2 separate regions of the Mus musculus genome follow, and region 1 is linked to region 2. Evidence: chromatin contacts called from public Micro-C data. All regions are on one chromosome and are shown on one strand. Each heading gives the region's core, a stretch centred on a gene start, on an enhancer-like site or on the middle of the called end of the contact. The rest is flanking DNA. Distances are from core to core; before and after follow the strand shown.

Region 1 (3,175 bases), core at 122-2,621, 210 kb before region 2:
GAGCCTAAGTGTTATGTTACATAGGTTGACCTTGAATTAGCTATGCACTGAGGTCCTGATCCTCCTGCCTTTATCTTCCAAGTAATGGTTACAGGAATGGGCCACTGGACCTAGCAAGTGAACCTACCTGGTCACTCCAAAAATGCACAGCAAAGAATATACGTTTAAAAATAGGTTCATTTTAGGAAGTTTGTCCACATTTTAAATGACAGTTCTGTTAAAGTATACTGTGTTTTGTCCTTTGTTAAATGTGACTTTTAAAAGCAATTCACCTTAATAGCCTGGGCGACTACAGTGCTCACTGTATAAATGCTAGTGTGTTTTTGGTGCTGAAACAGAAAGGTGGCTCTAGAAAGCTGGAGTTCCTCATCTTTAAGTTCCAGACTGAGATATCTAGAACTTCTTCAAAAATCCAGGGAAAGGAAAGCGATGGAAGTGAAAATAAAAACAAGAACATGCTTTACATATATTTGATTGTGATCCCTTTGGCGGGTACTAGGAAAACCACGGATGGAATTTTCCTTCTTGAAAGAGGTGAGGAGCAGGCAGAATGTGAACATCTACTTAATGAGCTGAACTGGCCGGTGCCCTCAGAATTGTAAACAGGTTCACCACAAATCCAGGCCTTGGCAAACAGACCAAGTCTTCCTCTCTTCGGTTTTCTTTTTACAGACTGGCTTTCTTGACAACTTCAAGATGGAGTCTCATCCTTGCCCTTTTTATGGAGAGGAGAAGCATTGCTTCTAGTTGGTTTTAGTAGAGGAGTGAAGTGCATTTCTCAGATACAAAGAGAGCACTTGAGACGTTCAGACTCAGAATGGCCAAGCCTGGCACTTTGGGAGGTCAAGAGGAGGCTGGAACGGCTGGGAGAGAAAGCAATTAGATGTTCCACCCCTTTGGTTTTTCTCCAGACAGGGTTTCTCTGTGTAGCCCTGACTGTCCTGAAGTTTGCTCTGTAGACCAGGCTGGCCTCCACCCAGGGATTTGCCTGCCTCTGCCTCCCCGAGCCCCAGATTTTTATTTTTATTTATTTATATATCTATTTTAACTTTTGAATGAACACAATGGAATTGATGAGCCCTTGGAGAGAGAAACGGGATGTCGTGCGTGGCAGCCCCGGGGATCAGCTCACTCCCACAGGCCTCACAGGCCATGGAGCCAAGAGGCCTCCCTGCCTCGGCCTCGGCCTCGGCCTCAACAAAGGTGGAGAACGCGCAGGCCGTCCGTCCATGGGGCGGGAAGTCGCGCGCCGCGGCCGCTGATTGGCTGGCGGGCCCGGTCGCCTGATGCTATTTGTTGTCCCCGCGCCAATGACGCAGTCGGCGTCCCGGCGTCCGCCCGCACGTGCAGCCGTTTAAGCCGCGTCGGCCGGCCGCGAGGAGCCCGGGGAGCCTGGAGCGGAGAGGTGAGTGGGCCGGCGGCCTCCTCTGCCTTCCAAGCCTGGCCCTGGCCGCCCTCGCCAGGCCCCGCTGGCCTTGTGGGCAGACGCCGGCCGGAGGCTGCGCCCGTGGGCCTGCCGGGGTGGTGGGCCTTGAGGTCGGCCCGCTGGGGCCTTCCCGCCGCCGCCGCCCCGTGGCTTCGTGCGGAGCGGAGCGCGGGTGTGAAGGCCTGAGGCCTGCAGGGGAGGGAGGCCCAGGGAAACCTGCAGCTCAGCGCCTGGGCGGCCATTTCTCCGAAGAAACGGTGTTGGCGGTGCTCGGGAAGCGCTTGGCCCTACGGCGAAGGAATTGGGGGGCCCGACTCAGGACAATTTCCCCGCCCCCCTAAGCCTCCAAGGCCTCAACATCCTGTCTACCAACATCCTGTGTACCATGGCGGGGCCACAGTGGGAAATACCTTGAATATTATCTCAGAAACCACCCGCCCACCTCATACGCAGAAAGCCATTTGGGAATCCTTTCGGGCAGAACCAACAGATTTTGGGGGGCAAATTGGCACCCCTGGGAATGTGGGGATTGCTTGAATTGCTTGATTCACCAAGCCTATGAAACATAAAAGTGCTGGCTATAAAGATCACCCTTAGGCAAGACGGTAAAGGCTTTGGGGGGGTGGTTAGTTTAGTAGTTGCACGTGGTGAGAAGGGACAAAAATATATTTATATATATATATAAATGTGGTGGTCGCGAACCCTAATGCTTCATTTACTATGTCTTTGACCTAGAGCACAGCCCCATAGTTGAAAGATAGCAATTCTGATGTGTGCATGGTCAAAAGTATCTTTTCTTCTTCTTTTTTTTTTTTTTTTTTTTTTTTTTTTTTTAGGAACCTGAAGCTATCATGGGAGATGAAGATTGGGAGGCAGAAATACTCAAACCTCACGTGTCTTCCTATGTTCCTGTATTTGAGAAGGTAATACAACTTACAGAGTTATTAAAAGGTGTGGATTTTTATCAGTTAATAAACTGGTGAGGAAGTTGTAAATTTTTATAGCCTGTTTCAGTGTTTATCTGCATGTGATTTTTTTACCTATCTTTTATGGGGAATGAGAAAGGCAGGCTGAGCTTCCAGTTGGAATTTGATAGTAACAAGCAAAAGCTGTACTACCAGTGTAATTCAAATCGCAATGATTTGAGACTTAGAGGCGAACACAGATTTGTACAATTCTGTTTGAAAGTCTTGACAGATAAGTTGTATATAGAAAATATTGAAAGTAGTGATTTGATTTTGGGTGGTACTTTGAATTCTGAAAAGTAATTTTACATAAGGAGCTCAATGAGAATATACTAGACTATAGAATTAGTAGATTAGATTTTCTGAACGGCCTTTGGGGAGTTAAAATTATAACTCAAGAAGGAGCTTTGGGGTTTCATCTTTTAATGGAATGTATTTTATAATCTACTGGTTTTTGCAGAAGTTCCCTCACATTCAGAATTCCCATTTTATGTGGACATCAGTTCTGATTCTAAGTGATGATCTTGTGGAAGCGCTTATTTTATAACAAAAGAAAACATTTAGTGATTTGATTTAATTGGAGTTGATTGATATGTGGGCTTTGAATTCAAATACCTCAAATAATAATCTGACTGGGTAATATTTCTTGGCTTGGAATTTATTCTAGGTCTAGCACCTTTAATATGTTATCTTTTAATAGTTCTCTTTACATCATAAAAATAACATCTTTTGGAAGACAAATTACCTAAAAGTCTTGCTCTCCCATTATATACTTAGTATTTAC
Region 2 (3,273 bases), core at 406-2,905:
GGCCTCAAACCAATGCTACCTTAATTTCTTTTTGGTGCTTCCAGCTTTTCTCTTCCAGTATTTCTCTTACTATGTTTAATGCTTAATTTTTCATCTATTTTAACATCATTATCACAGGTTCATAAAACCATCTTTTCAATTAGATTTGGATCAAATTTATAGACTGTGTTTTAGAAATATATATTCCTTCAATTATTATAATTATGTTGTTAGATTTTTTTTTTACAATTTCTCTATTGTTTATGTGCCTAAATTCATGTAGATCTTGCTTAGGTCATTTCTACTGGTTTTTAATATTTTTGAATCACAAATGAGTATTTCTTCTGTATCATACAACTTTTCTGATTGAGGTGGTATAAATAAAAAATGTTGTGTTTAATAAGAAAGAAAGAAAGAAAGAAAGAAAGAAAGAAAGAAAGAAAGAAAGAAAGAAAGGAAGGAAGGAAGGAAGGAAGGAAGGAAGAGCAAGAGCGAGCCAGGACATGTTTGGTAGAAGCTAGGTATGGTGAGGTGGAAGGGGGTGCCTCTGGGGGTCCATGCTAAGACAACTCTTTCCTCTGAGGGACTAGAAATACGGTGGATAGAGTATGGAATAGAGTATGGAATAGAGTTTAGTTAGGGCATGAGAAGGGGAGTTGAAGAGGAGTAGAAATGGGGGGGGGGGAGGCACAGGGGGGCGGGGGGATGGGAAGGGGAGAGAAAGGGAGTAGGGACAGGGAAGAGAGGACGAGTGAGGAGGAGACAAACAGCCGGTTTTATAGTGAGTCAGACACACCTGACTGTTGCCCAGTAACTGTAGGGCAAAGCCTAGAAGGAATGCTAACAAAAATGGCCCCCACAGGCTCATAGGGAGAGACACTATTAGGTGTAGCCTTGTTGAAGTAGGTATAGCTTTGTTAGAGGAAATGTGTCACTGGGGGGTGGGCTTTGAGACCTTAGAAGTTTAAGGCAGGCCGAGTGGTTCATTGTCTTTTCCTACTGCCTGTGGATTCAGATGTAGAATTCTCAACTCCTCCAGCACCACGTCTGTCACCGTGCTTCCCGCCACGATGATAGTGGCCTAAACTCGGAACTAAAAGCCAGACCCAGTTGAATGCTTTTCTTTATAAGAGTTGCCGTGGCCATGAGCTCTCTTTACAGCAATAGAACCCTAACTAAAACACTCATATATGATACACGTATTAGTTACTGCATATTTTGTATTACTGTGTACTGTGTAACTTTCTTTGTATTACCAAAAGCTTTATAACTGGAGCGGCTGGGTTTTCTAAGTGGATAATCTGGATAACCTGGTAGTGATCTAAACTCTTCCAAACCGTTCTATCTCATTTCTGTTCCGGGGATACTGGTTGTTGCTGAAATGCATAAAAAATGCAAAATCACTCATTCCCCTCTGGATCCTTCAACAAAAAGAGTTAACCAATGTAAAGGCTGAGACAAAGGAGGGCGGAGTAGGAGTTGTTGCCTATCTGGGAAGGGCTGAAGGAAATGCCTGGGGCTGCACTGTTTCTTCTGTCCTGGTCCCCGGCCAGGAGCTTGCCCAAGATAGCTGTGGGCTGAACTGATTTTTTGTGGTCAGTGATCTGCCACCTTTGCTCACCCAGTTCCCCTTCTCTCTGCCTAAGCCACCGTCTTTGTCTTCCTCAGCACTTACTGGGGCAAGGGCCACGCCCCCTCCTCACTTACTGGGGCAAGGGCCACGCCCCCTCCTCGCTTACTGGGGCAAGGGCCACGCCCACATCCTCTATTTGGGAGAGAAAAGTTGCAAAGTAGCGGCTCACCCCAGTGAGAACTTATTCATCTCTCTGAGAAGTCAGACCGTGACTTCTCCATCTTCCCTGTTATCCACAGCAACTCTCACTAACGGCTCTTCTAATAGCTTCCTGAATGCCGCTTCCTCTTCTATTAAGTTCGCAGATTAATGTTTAATGTAAACCGGGATGCACTTCTTTAATGAAGACTTTCAGAACTCTAGTAGTTGGAATAAAACTCCAGCTCTGCCTGGCCTGGAGTCTGTCCTTTCCACTCCCTCTTCTACTGATTCTTTGTTATTTCTTCCAGGCTCGTGCGTTTCCCTTCCCTATAACATAGCAAGAGCGCTTCAACCCCGGGGGCTTCTAGATTGCAGTTTCCTCTTTCCCTCTCTCTTAGCACGTGTGTGCAGCTGGTGGCACCCAGGCTTCCTTTCTGTTATCTGTATCTTGATCCTGGCCGCTCTCAGCACATCCTGTTTCTTTTCTTCAGGGAATTTGCAATCATCTATGATAATCTCGGTTATCTGCCCACTTAGTAAGTCTCTTTGCCTTCGGGGATGGCGACTCTAGAGTGGTTGGAATTGTTGCTTCCTTCTGAATTCCTGAATCCCTGGAACCACACATGGAGGTCACAAAAATTCCTGTTTTAGACTGTTAACTCTGGTTTTCTTTCGGTTGCTATGAGACAGCATTCTGATTCAAAGCAATTCAGTGGGGGTGGGGTGGGGGCGGGGAGGATGCATTTCTGCTTACAGGTTACAGCCCATCCTTTTGGGGAGTCAGGAAGAGGACTCAAGTAGAAACTTGAAACGTGGACAAAAAGTGCTTGCTGGCTGGATCTCTCAGGCGCATGCTTAGCTGGCTTTCTTATACAGCCAACGACCACATGCCCATGGAATTTGGTGCGCTGGGCCCTCCTAGCAATTAACGATCTGATAAACTTTTCCTGGTATCCATCAGCAGGACAGGCAGGGCTGGACAATCCAGGATGACTTGACTTGCAAGCCTGACGTTTGAAGTTTGATAGGGTTGGTTAGAAGTTTGGGTTCGGCCAAGGCTGCCATCCCTAGCATGGTGGTGGTAAAGAGCACTTATTTCTCTCATCTGGTAGCACATGACTTTTAGAGAGAAAGCCTTAAAAAACCTAGATAACAGACACTTGGAGAAATATCTAGTTTACTTTTAGGATCAAGTGAGAATTTTCTAGAAGACCACGGTCATAAAAGAAGGTACTGAGGTTTGTTCATGCCGAATCTTGATTCCTTAATGTGTCAAGGTCGGGGGTGGGGCATTTTCTAGGTGATGAAGTCATGGAGCATCGAGCTCACAAGCAAGTTTCTGTCTTTTCTCAAGAGACTGAGTTATATCTCTCTAGACTAAATTAGACCTCTGTGAACTAGAGCGAGTCTCACGTGGCTAGACCAGTCACCACAAGAATGAGTTACTATAATGCAAACTCACCCATTACTCTCTTCTTCTTCGTATCAGCTCAGGACCTTCATTCATGTTGCACAGACAA

The links. A called contact is a pair of places that touch in the nucleus more often than the background predicts.
Region 1: a contact with region 2 is called in a Micro-C map of embryonic stem cells, with 3 times the contacts expected there. The contact joins the promoter of Ddx4 here to the enhancer-like site in region 2. A contact is called at or near these places in 7 of 39 promoter capture datasets (3T3-L1-derived adipocytes, embryonic stem cells, hippocampal neurons and 3 more), 2 of 484 Hi-C or Micro-C datasets (embryonic stem cells and pre-B cells), 1 of 115 datasets of contacts at active chromatin or transcription factors (bone marrow-derived macrophages) and 1 of 9 other capture datasets (pancreatic islet).

The regions. Positions count from the first base shown.
Region 1 is chr13:112,650,506-112,653,680 of GRCm38.p6, reverse strand. It overlaps Ddx4 (DEAD box helicase 4), which reads left to right and starts at 1,371. Exons shown (of 22, transcript NM_001145885.1): 1 at 1,371-1,405; 2 at 2,263-2,349. The coding sequence starts at 2,278.
Region 2 is chr13:112,438,508-112,441,780 of GRCm38.p6, reverse strand. No RefSeq gene overlaps it. Among named protein-coding and RNA genes, the nearest start is that of Il6st, 24 kb to the left of the region's middle. Within about 2 kb of position 1,655, at least 185 of the 459 cell types and tissues checked have an H3K27ac peak or open chromatin away from gene starts, as enhancers often do. A contact at or near this core is called in bone marrow-derived macrophages, embryonic stem cells, liver and 2 more, where this site is marked.